Regions from separate parts of the Hordeum vulgare genome. Here region 1 is linked to region 2. Evidence: chromatin contacts called from public Hi-C data. All regions are on one chromosome and are shown on one strand. Each heading gives the region's core, a stretch centred on a gene start, on an enhancer-like site or on the middle of the called end of the contact. The rest is flanking DNA. Distances are from core to core; before and after follow the strand shown. Region 1 holds the start of LOC123411579. Region 2 holds the start of LOC123413294 (aluminum-activated malate transporter 9-like).

Region 1 (5,733 bases), core at 327-2,826, 170 kb after region 2:
GGCCCTCCTCTGGAGGTTGACGACAAACTTGGCCCTGCGTGCCCTGGATTGGCGAGCATGGGTCTTGTCCGTACGTCGCCCGGGGTCATCGTCGACCCGCGGGTGTTGGTCATGGTTGTCTTGCACGGGAAGCGGAGAAGGCCCCGTCGACGTCGCCATTGATGCACCTGCTGTAGTCTCGGCGTTGTTCCCGGTCATCTCAGGTGCTCATGGTACCGCCATGACAACAGAATATGGGTCGCGGTTGGTGGAACTCCGTGTGGTGTTGTGGCTGCGCTCACTAGCGCGATGAGCGTGATGGTCGCCCCAATTGACATCGCTTGTAGCCACCTGCGATGGCGGCTTGGACGAAGATGGGGGATCAAAGACGCGCCCCTGGCTTACTTGGGGGCCATGGGCGTCGATGAAGAAGCCGATGAAGAAGCGCATGAACTGACGAAGATTCGCGCAGGCGTAGCCCCCTACCTGGCGCGCTAAAGATGTCGGGGGAACGATGATCTATGGGACGTACGAGGCCCCTTGTGATTCAGGATGGGGCGCACATGCACAAAGAGCATCATCGTTCACATGCACACGTGGGGTTTTTAGACAGGTTCAGGCTGCTCGAAAGCGTAGTACCCTACGTCTCGTGTTTGTGAATTATGTGGATGGAAGTCCAAATTACAGGAGTGCAACAACCCGGCAAGGAAGCGTGAGGAGTGCAACTACGCGTGTAAATGGACAAAGTGTCGACCTTTCTAAAGAAGCCATGGACCTCCTTTTATAGTGCAAGGGGTCACCATAGTGGCTAAAATGGTCTTTTTGAAAGAGTGAATAGTGGCTTCTATAGGTGTCGAAACCGCTGACATGAGCTACAGTGTGAATACCTAACCCTGACAGATTAGGATAGATGCATTAAATGCACCGCGATATCTCTTGGAAGGATCGTCTCTCCTTTTGTGTCGTTCGCCTAGTTACCTCTTGTTCTCTTGACACGCCGCAGGATGGGTGTCATTAAAGATGCTGCATGTCCGTAACTATTGCAAGAGGCCTCTGAACGAATCCACCTAACTGTATGCCTGCTCGACACCTCACGGATGCTAACAATCAATCTAATAACGTGGGGGCAGCGGAGATGTGATGAAGTCTTGCCGGGCCTGATGACTGTCAGGTCTTCTCTCTCTTCGCAAGGTGGCTTTCCCGGGCCTTTGTCTTGTTGCTTGTGGTTTGAGCTTTCTTCCGATAGAGTGTTGCTGGACGAGGAGGCCGCTGCCGTCTGTGCACGAGTGAGGATACTAAAAGACTCTCTTTTAATACACTGACATATTGTTCATCGAATTTGTTCTTTTTCCATCATCCGTGATACCGTAAATTTTGTTTACGATACCGAAAATGTAAATGTAAATTGTAGTACGGCAGTTTAAATAATGCACTCACCAACTTCATTCAAGTTGACAGTTCATCTCTGTGATTTTTTTTTTAATGTCATCTCTGTGATTTTAGTGGAAGGCGCACCCTCCCACTCCCACGAATGTGTTTGTGGAGCCGAGCGAGGTGCGCGCGTGGGGTCTGCTTCGCCACGTACTCTACTACTCTTGCTACTCAGCACAGCACCCCTCACTCCATAGTCTCTCTCACCGTTCCCTCCTTCCAGAGCGTTCTACTCCGGCGAGATGCTCCTCTCGGAGCTCCCGAGTCCCCCTCGCCCATGGCGCCCTCGCGTTCGAGAAGCCCATTCCGCCCGCCCTCGCCACCTCCCTCTCCTCGGCTCCCACGCTACGCTTTTATCGAGAAGGCGCCACCTCCACCTCCTCCTGCCGCCTTCCGCGACCCCGTCCGACGACCCCGCGCTCCCTCCGGCGAGGCGGTCGGACCACCCGAAGAAGGCGTCGGGTGAGGGCGAGGGGTGGAGGAGGAAGGCGGTGCCGCCCGGTACGCGCGGGCCCTCCAGCCCTGTCCCCAAGGAGACGCTGTCGTCGCCCCGGTGGACGGCGAGGCGGCAGGCGCGCGCCGCGTGGTGGAAGGCGACGTCATTGGTGCCCAGGAGGGCCAGGAGCGTCATCCTTCTCAACCTGCTCGTCCTCATATTCGGTACGCACGTATTCGGCTCCCGCGCGCCCTGCATTTCTGATAAGAGTATCTACTGCGTACTGCACACCACTTGTTCGATGGTATTTCAGAGAGAACTGGCGAGGGGAGGGTTGTGTCAGTGTCATAGCTGGGGTGATGCCTTCTCGGATTGGAATGGTGTGGGTTATTTCAACACCACAGCTGAATTGTGTGCCTGCATGCTAGTCAGCTAGTGTACATGGAAATGTACTTTTTAGAATACCATACCGTACTATGTCTTCATTCATACAGATTAATAGCTTAATCTATGGAATGGGAATTTCAGCTATAAATTGTATGATTGCAACTCTCACATAATATTGTTGCGAACTTGTTCAATATATGCTATGTATTTTATGACTGTGCATACCTTTTCATGGATGTTGTATCTATCCTTTTTGCCTGGTATAGCATGCCACTTCTCCTCTTTTTCTTCTTTAAGGCCATTCTTGTTGAAGTCCATGCTCCATTTTCCGATTATTGCACATAAAATGAGTGTCAATACACTATACTACAGTAGTGTGATTTGGGAAATGTGTATCCAATTTCAGATTAATTATACAAGTAAATTCGCACCCCACTACCCTATTTTAAATGTGATGGGTGCTGCTGATCACTCCTTGTCTGAGATTTTCTCCTGAATAGTCAGCTGAATTGAATTTTCTTTTTCTACCAGCAAGCAACATTTCTATTGTCAAAGAAGCGCAGACTATGTTGGATCCTGACCTTTTCAATATCATACGCTTCACTATCGCGGCCATTCCTTTTGTGCCATTCTTGTTGAAGTCACTCAGAGACATGCACGTTGTTATTAGGGGTGTAGAGTTGGGGATTTGGGTAACCTTGGCCTACCTCACTCAGTCTATTGGGTTAGTTACAGCTGATGCTGGCCGTGCATCTTTCATATCCGCCCTCACAGTAAGATTCTTTCTCAAGCTTAGCCAATAAAGTATTCCCTATAAGATATGTTGTATGTTCTTTACTCAAACATATTCAGGTGATCATTGTCCCTTTCTTGGATGGTATTCTTGGAGCAGAAATACCTGCATATACGTGGCTTGGAGCATTTTTATCAGTTCTTGGGGTTGGTATTCTGGAATTAAGTGGTTCTCCACCATGTGTAAGTCAAATATCTACATGCAAAGGTCCACAAGTTTGTCTGAACGTTTTTATTTGTCTTATGACTTATAGTACTGTTCTGTCTCAAGAATCAAGATTAGTGTGCTTTAGAATTTGAGCTCTGTATTAGTGTGCTTTAGAATGGAGCTCTGTATCAGTGTGCTTTAGAATTTCTTGGTTCACTAAGTTGATAATAACTGCACAACTTGCAACATATCATGTTGATTGATCTTGTCTCTGCGTACTGTCATTAGGTTGGTGATCTTCTGACCCTCCTTAGTGCCTTTTGTTTTGGAATTCACATGCTCAGAACCGAGCATATTTCCAGGAAAATGAAGAAAGAAAATTTCCTAGCCCTTGTTGGATGTCAGGTTAGTTTTTGACTATTTCTCAACGTTTCTCTTGCATTTATGTCGTGAAAATTTCAACTTTGTTTCGATGAAGTGTTCTAAAAATTGGTTAAAAATCAGGTGGTTGTTGTAGCTGTTGTGTCGGCAGTCTCGTTCATTGTTAAATGCTTCCTCCAGACTGTGGTACCCTGGAATTTAAAACCACATACACCAACAGAGTTATTCAGTATGATGTCATCTTTTCCTTGGCTAGCAATACTCTACACAGGCATAATTGCAACAACCTTTTGTTTATGGGCAGAGGTTCGTAACTAGTCTTGCTATGTCCATTCTTTTCAGTTGTATGCCAAAGTTTCTTTTAGGAATACCTTCTTTTGTTCTGAGATTTTCCTGTCATCAGATTGTTGCTATGCGTGATGTGTCAGCTACAGAAACTGCAATAATTTATGGTCTGGAACCAGTATGGGGTGCTATTTTTGCATGGGCAATTCATGGTGAGAGATGGGGCATTACTGGACTTATTGGAGCTATCTTCATCATAGGTACTTATTCACCAGCCACCACATTCTCAGCTACATTCTTCATTACGAATTTTCGATGATGAAAGTTGGTGACTAGTTACATTACAAACCATCAATGTTCCTTCACTGTTTGGAAATGTAGGGCATAGTTTGGCCAACTAAGTTCAAATTTGACCAACAACTAATCTGAGAATATGTGGGTTTTGTTAAAGCACAATAAGATTGTGTTTTTCCAAAAGTACTTTCTTGTGACTGTGATTTGTAATATTGTAGTACTTCAAACTTGGACAATAAATTTAACACCTTAGGTTTCCTACAGGAGGGAGTACCCACAGCGAGAATATTGACTCTTGTTTTTCTTTTCAGCCGGTAGCTTGATGGTTCAGGTACTGGGGTCATTTCTTGATATTGATGTATCAGAGGACAGTTACCAGATGAACAGCTGATACATAAATCGCAAAAATACGAGGATTTCATATGATAACATATGATCACTACTGCGATGTAATATGCCAAGTAGCTAGCATGACACTGCAACAAGATCTAACTACAATTATGGCCAGTTGCACAAGGAAAGGAAAGTTCACTAGGCTGACAACAATAGGGGTGGCTCACTAGTGGCCTGGGCAACTGATGAAAACAAACTGTGGTGCGTCGTCACGTGGAGAACACAGCTACAGAAAGTGGGGATGCGTATCACTCGACTAAACGCCTAGGGTAGCCTGATTTAGTACCAATTACATTCTAAATCCCGTTTTCTCTCGATGTAAATCAGTCCACATGATGTAGTATGTAATACGTTACCTCATGCTGATTCTGTATTGACCTTTGTTTTAGTACGTTATTGTTCATTGTCAACTAGATATGTCTATAAAACTAGATTGTACCAACTGACACATAGTTTAAAAATTCTCCATGGGATCAGAACTGCACCTAGTATGCTTGGGATCAGACGGCATATTCCAGCCCAAGACATGAAAAACAAGATTATACTCACAGGAGGAGTATATATTCCAGCCCAAGACATGAAACAGAGCAGAAGTACCATTGCAGGTTCACAGGAGCAAGAAGTAGAGCAACAGATTTAGCTCGCATGAACAAGTGGAGCAAATTGCTTAGAGGTACACCTGTGGCTACCCTTGTACCCCTTTCAACTCCTTCTATCAATGCAAAATAATAATAAATTCAGATAACAAATACTTCTAGTGTCTAAATGAAAAGATAATTCCAGTATACAACTTTCAAATATAACGAGATGCATGCTAAAGATAATTCCAATAGTACCATCAACAGACAAGTTTTTTGTTTGCGGTTGATCCATGTACATCTTTCAAATATAACATGAATGCTAAAGATAATTCCAGTAGTCCAACTGAACAAAGAACCACGCCAAAACCAAACCGAACAACTGACCACAATGGAACTGACGGTACACATGATGGTCTAAACTTTTAGCAATCACGTCTGCTTATCTGTCCTGAATTCTGCATTTGAGGAGTCTAAGAGCATCTTCAATACCCGATGTTAATTTGGAGATGTAAATGTGGGTGTTGTATAATTTACATCATCAAACTGTGTTTTTTACGACTCCAAAAAAAATTCAACTCTAACAGATGTTGTATATTTATTATTTATGATGTAAAACTCCAACTCCA
Region 2 (6,158 bases), core at 558-3,057:
TAAAGGACGAACATGCAAGCCATGAAGCCAACGATATAAAATTCAAAAACACCACTACCATTATGGTTGACTTCTGCATCACAATGATATTATGGAAGACCAGAAAGCATCACAGAAAATAAAATACCAGTTGAGAACTACGGGTACCTTTGGTCAAACAGCAGTTTGTCTTCAGAAAAACATTCATTTCTTCAGTCATGTGTGTTTCTACCATTCCATATAGTAAGTTCTACAACAGGTCCAAGATCAACGTGGTCCCAAGTAAAATCTCCAGCAATAAAATTTAGCGGTGCTTTCCATCGCCCATAGATAAACTAATGACGTTTTCCTAAAGAAAAGGCAACTAGATCACTTTCTAAGTGGTGGCCCAGAATCTAAACAATCCAGAAAAGAAAGAATCTACCGGCGATCAATATAAATTATAGGAACACCGCTAGATTAATCTACTTATCACAAGGTCATCTCCAGTTTCGATAGTAGCGTGCACGTTTCTTGCATCACCAGCAATAATAGAAGGTCAATTGACAGGACATGATGAAAGACAAATTCTCTCTGTCCCTTAGCGGTGAAATATCTCACTCTAAATGATGTTGAGACAGACTTCTCTGTTAGTTGAGAGGCTGTTGACATAGACTTTACACTCCTGAAATCTAAGCCTGACAGGTTCGTGTGTTCTTCACTGCAACAGGAACTTCTGATCCGCAAATCTGATCAGAATAGCACGGCAAAATGTTTACCCCCGATTAAAAATTGACATGCTCCAGTCACTGATGAATTGGGGCATAAATAGGGCACATGACAGAGGCCTAAATTTAGCATTACGAGGTCAAGTCACGGGGAATGTGTTCCTCCAAGACGTCGAACCAATGACGGCACAGCACAGAAACCGTCGCAACGGAACGTGAGAAAGAAATGGCGGAGAAGCGGCCTGGACTGGGCGTGTTACCGATGCTGAACTCGAAGACGACGACGACGGTGAGGATGGCCCAGACGGAGTGGCTGACGATGTCGCGCGGCTCGCGGAGGAAGACGAGGAAGGAGATGAGGGCGAGCGCGAGGCCGACCTTGGCCGCGAAGACGGGCTTCCGGGGGTCGGCCCGCGCGAACGCCCACATCTCGGCCGCCCCGTCGCAGAGCGCGCCCCAGGCCCCCGCCACCGCGGCGCCGGCGCGGCGGAGCAGGCCCTGCTTGGGCCCCCTGTCGCCGCCACCGGCCTGGGAGCCCGGCAGGCTCCACGCCGACGAGAGCAGCGGGACGTCCCCCCGGGCCCCACGCTGGTCCTCCAGCGTCGACCACAGCGACCCCAGCTGCGCCGGCGGCACGCCCGCCGCGCCCGCGGCCATGGCCGGATGGATCTGCGAGAGCTTCTGGAAGGAAGGATGTCGCCCGCGCGCGTGGCGTGGGTTCGGATTTCAGGGTGCCGCAGTGTTGGTTGCTCTCGGCCTTTCTTGGTCGGCTGCGCCCGCCCGCCTGTCGCGCTCTCCGGTCTCCGCTATATGGATGGACTCTGGTCCGCCGTGGTGTCACCCCGCTGGCTGCAGCGCGACGCGAAAAGCTGCGGAGCCGGGAAGGGACGGGAGGAAAGCGCCATGGATGGGTGGCAAAGGCCGCTTTTTTATATGGCGGAATGGAATCCGGCGAGCGGCTGGCCGCCGTGCGATGCGATCCGCTGCGCGGCGCAAGGCCACGCAGGGCAGAATTGATCCGTCCCTTTCTCGTGATCTATCCTTTGTATACCGCGTTGTCGGATTGGTCGGTCTGATCTGAAGAATTCTCTGCCTTTTCTTTTTCGCGAGAAACTCTTGCTGGTTCCAAAGTAGGTCAGGGATTGCTTCTTCCTGCCTCTTTTAGTTTGCACTTTTTTTGGCTGGTTTGTGAGGTCATTTGCTCTTTGGAATCTGCCCCCTTTCGATTCCTCTGTCCAAGGAAAAAATAATTAATACTACATTTTCTGAGATTTTTGCCAATGGGAAAATTTCTTGTCATGTCCTTTCGATCATATAGAAATAGGTTATTGATTAACTGAGAAGTTCAAAGGAAGTGGATAGCCTAGCCACAAATATAGAACCCGAAAGTTTAACCAAGCTATGAGCAAACCTGATGTTGTCGAACATTTGCTTCAAGAGTAGGTCTCGTCAGTCTAGAAGTATTATTGATGTTATCTGATTCAGCAATGAAGTCGTTGAACAAACATTTTTTTTTAACTGGACTTTTCCCCATTTCATTACTAGAACAAAAACACAAAGTGTGACATCAAAATCAGGAACGAAAGGGTAAGAAGAGAGCGAGTTCAAAGCACCGCTAGAAAACCCACCGTGTTTGCCCAACAACAAAAGAGACGCTATGAGGAGAAAACCTAGGCAACACGTAAACATCAACTAGACCTATTACAATCAAAAGGCTACCACCAGTTCAATACTAACAAACACATGCTCAAAGTCTAGCACGATGTAACACAAAAGAAGATGCTTCGATCATCATATCTTCATATGGCCAGTTCCTAGACCTCCTCGGCCGGAGATGACGACTTCATCGATCCGCATCAATCTTCCTTAAGTTTTTGCAAACTTTCATAAACATCATGGTCCCATTGCGAATCATCTCGACTCCAGCGCAAAGCCTTTCCGCATCCTCGCCTTTGTGAAGTCCTGCCCAATACGTGAGACCTTGTGTTCGGCTAAACCAAACTACGGTCATAAACGTCCTCGGACACGTGCAGGTACCATAAAGGACCTGTTGGAAATATGCCCTAGAGGCAATAATAAATTAGTTATTATTATATTTCTTAGTTCATGATAATCGTTTATTATCCATGCTATAATTGTATTGATTGGAAACACAATACTTGTGTGGATACATAGACAAAACACTGTCCCTAGTAAGCCTCTAGTTGACTAGCTCGTTGATCAAAGATGGTCAAGGTTTCCTAGCCATAGGCAAGTGTTTTCACTTGATAACTGGATCACGTCATTAGGAGAATCACGTGATGGACTAGACCCAAACTAATAGACGTAGCATGTTGATCGTGTCATTTTGTTGCTACTGTTTTCTGCGTGTCAAGTATTTATTCCTATGACCATGAGATCATATAACTCACTGACACCGGAGGAATGCTTTGTGTGTATCAAACGTCGCAACGTAACTGAGTGACTATAAAGATGCTCTACAGGTATCTCCGAAGGTGTTAGTTGAGTTAGTATGGATCAAGACTGGGATTTGTCACTCCGTGTGACGGAGAGGTATCTCGGGGCCCACTCGGTAATACAACATCACACACAAGCCTTGCAAGCAATGTAACTTAGTGTAAGTTACGGGATCTTGTATTACGGAACGAGTAAAGAGACTTGCCGGTAAACGAGATTGAAATAGGTATGCGGATACTAACGATCGAATCTCGGGCAAGTAACATACCGAAGGACAAAGGGAATGACATACGGGATTATATGAATCCTTGGCACTGAGGTTCAAACGATAAGATCTTCGTAGAATATGTAGGATCCAATATGGGCATCCAGGTCCCGCTATTGGATATTGACCGAGGAGTCTCTCGGGTCATGTCTACATAGTTCTCGAACCCGCAGGGTCTGCACACTTAAGGTTCGACGTTGTTTTATGCGTATTTGAGTTATATGGTTGGTTACCGAATGTTGTTCGGAGTCCCGGATGAGATCACGGACGTCACGAGGGTTTCCGGAATGGTCCGGAAACGAAGATTGATATATAGGATGACCTCATTTGATTACCATAAGGTTTTCGGAGTTACCGGGAATGTACCGAGAATGACGAATGGGTTCCGGGAGTTCACTGGGGGGGCAACCCACCCCGGGGAAGCCCATAGGCCATGAGGGTGGCGCACCAGCCCTTAGTGGGCTGGTGGGACAGCCCAAAAGGGCCCTATGCGCCATACAAAAGAAAATCAAAGAGAAAGAAAAAAAAGGAGGTGGGAAGGAAGGGAAGGACTCCCACCCATCAAACCAAGTCCGACTCGGTTTGGGGGGGGGAGCCTTCCCCCCTTGGACTCGGCCGACCCCCTTGGGGCTCCTTGAGCCCCAAGGCAAGGTCCCCTCCCTCCCACCTATATATACGAAGGTATTGGGGCTGATTTGAGACGACTTTTCCACGGCAGCCCGACCACATACCTCCACGGTTTTTCCTCTAGATCGCGTTTCTGCGGAGCTCGGGCGGAGCCCTGCTGAGACAAGGTCATCACCAACCTCCGGAGCGCCGTCACGCTGCCGGAGAACTCTTCTACCTCTCCGTCTCTCTTGCTGGATCAAGAAGGCCGAGATCATCGTCGAGCTGTACGTGTGCTGAACGCGGAGGTGCCGTCCGTTCGGTACTAGATCGTGGGACTGATCGCGGGATTGTTCGCGGGGCGGATCGAGGGACGTGAGGACGTTCCACTACATCAACCGCGTTCACTAACGCTTCTGCTGTACGATCTACAAGGGTACGTAGATCACTCATCCCCTCTCGTAGATGGACATCACCATGATAGGTCTTCGTGCGCGTAGGAAATTTTTTGTTTCCCATGCGACGTTCCCCAACAGGACCAACTTTGCGTCAAGCTACTCACACTTCAGCAGCTTCTCAAAAACACCTTTGTTCAAGGACCGCTCGCCGACGTTCCCCCCTTTCAAGGAGTACTTCCCAAATAATGAAGGGGCACAGTAAGGGACATCAAGCCAGTTATAAAACCCTGTGTAAACCTTTACCCTGTAAACTTCTTCTTTTTTCTTATCTATAAAAAGTTGCTTGATGAATTCGGATTGTGCGAATACAAGTTAATCGGAAATAAGGAACACTCTTTCCGGTTCATGAGCTTTGCTACACCCTTTTACCGCCTTCCTTTTTCGAACTCATTCTCAAACACTAACACAAGCCTGTTTTTTATGCACATGTTAAGATGATACTGGCCAAATCAACGAGGGGGGGGCTTGGCCTTCATGGCCACCTTTAGAATCAGTCTGATGCTATTCTTCATTATATGTGTGCGGAATCTTGGATTTGCGTTATATGCATTTGTTCCAAATTATGTCTTGGGTCAATAGTTGGGTTGCCCTGCTCGTGTGCTTACCCCTTTATGTTCCGCTCGTTTGGCTAAAAGGGTAAAGGGAGAACCGCTGCGATTGTACTTCCAGCTGGCCTGGTTAAGTACCTCAGGGGAGAAAGCCGAGAACTGACTAGCATAATAAGTGAGAACTAGTCTGCGATCCAAAGACAAATATTAAATTAAAGAGCCGACGAGGGCTCATCGCGTTATGCAAAAAGGTTTGAAGTCATACAAACCAAGTGATAATGGGTTTTACACCGTGGTATGGCCGAACATCACGATTTACCATGGGGCTCTAATTGGCCCCTGCGGTCAAACTTGTATGGTTAAGTGAAAGACATAAAGCCACATAGTCCAATTGCCTTATTTTCTCCCACGGTACCGTCCTAGGGCACCAACACGTTGGCTAAGGATAACAATGCAGAAGCCAAAAACAACTCTGATAGCATCTGTCAAAGGGGCTGAAGCTGATGACTGGAAACTTCTAGGTTTAAAGCGACCACACAGGAGTTAAAATTAAAAACAAAATAATGCACGGTATACCATGCAAAAGTAAATACCATTGTATCATACAAAAATTTAACCACTATTACAGGATAAGGTTTTCATTCAAAGATCACATCTTTGGAGCACTAGGCTTCTGTCGCGAGAGCGTCTTCCATTGCAGTGGAGAAGTATAGCTCGGGGCGTCTATGTTCTTTTCCAGGCGATGGAGGTGTGGTGGTCATCTTGGAGGGTTCCACTTTTGGCCAATGCATCATGGTTCTTGCAAAGGCCATTCGATCTCCCTCCATGCAGAGAGAGCGCTTCATGATGTCAACCTGGGACGCAACGACGCTGAGCTTTTGCACCAGGCCAAAATAGTTGCTCGACAATGGCTTTGTCGGCCAAAGCCTGATGCAAAGATCCTTCATGGCCGTCTCTGCCATCTTGCGTAGCTCCATCAGTTGTTTTGGCTAATCGGAAACACACAGGGGTTGCTCGGGGGCTTGAAACTGCGCCCAGAACATCCTTTGCTCGGCTTCACCCTCTTGGGATGCATAATGCTTCGAAGCATCAGCCGCACTCTTCGAGAGATCCACAAACGTACCTGGAGAATGCCATA

What was found. A called contact is a pair of places that touch in the nucleus more often than the background predicts.
Region 1: a contact with region 2 is called in a Hi-C map of leaf, with 5 times the contacts expected there. The contact joins the promoter of LOC123411579 here to the promoter of LOC123413294 in region 2. A contact is called at or near these places in 3 of 6 Hi-C or Micro-C datasets (leaf and seedling) and 1 of 1 datasets of contacts at active chromatin or transcription factors (embryo).

The regions. Positions count from the first base shown.
Region 1 is chr7H:117,982,426-117,988,158 of MorexV3_pseudomolecules_assembly, forward strand. LOC123411579 reads left to right here and starts at 1,577. Exons shown (of 7, transcript XM_045104548.1): 1 at 1,577-2,070; 2 at 2,765-3,006; 3 at 3,086-3,208; 4 at 3,462-3,578; 5 at 3,678-3,860; 6 at 3,958-4,099; 7 at 5,004-5,277. The coding sequence starts at 1,653. The coding sequence ends at 5,056. All of the region lies in intron 1 of LOC123411581 (a long non-coding RNA gene), which reads left to right.
Region 2 is chr7H:117,808,110-117,814,267 of MorexV3_pseudomolecules_assembly, forward strand. It overlaps LOC123413294 (aluminum-activated malate transporter 9-like), which reads right to left and starts at 1,808. Exons shown (of 6, transcript XM_045106235.1): 1 at 947-1,808. The coding sequence starts at 1,343.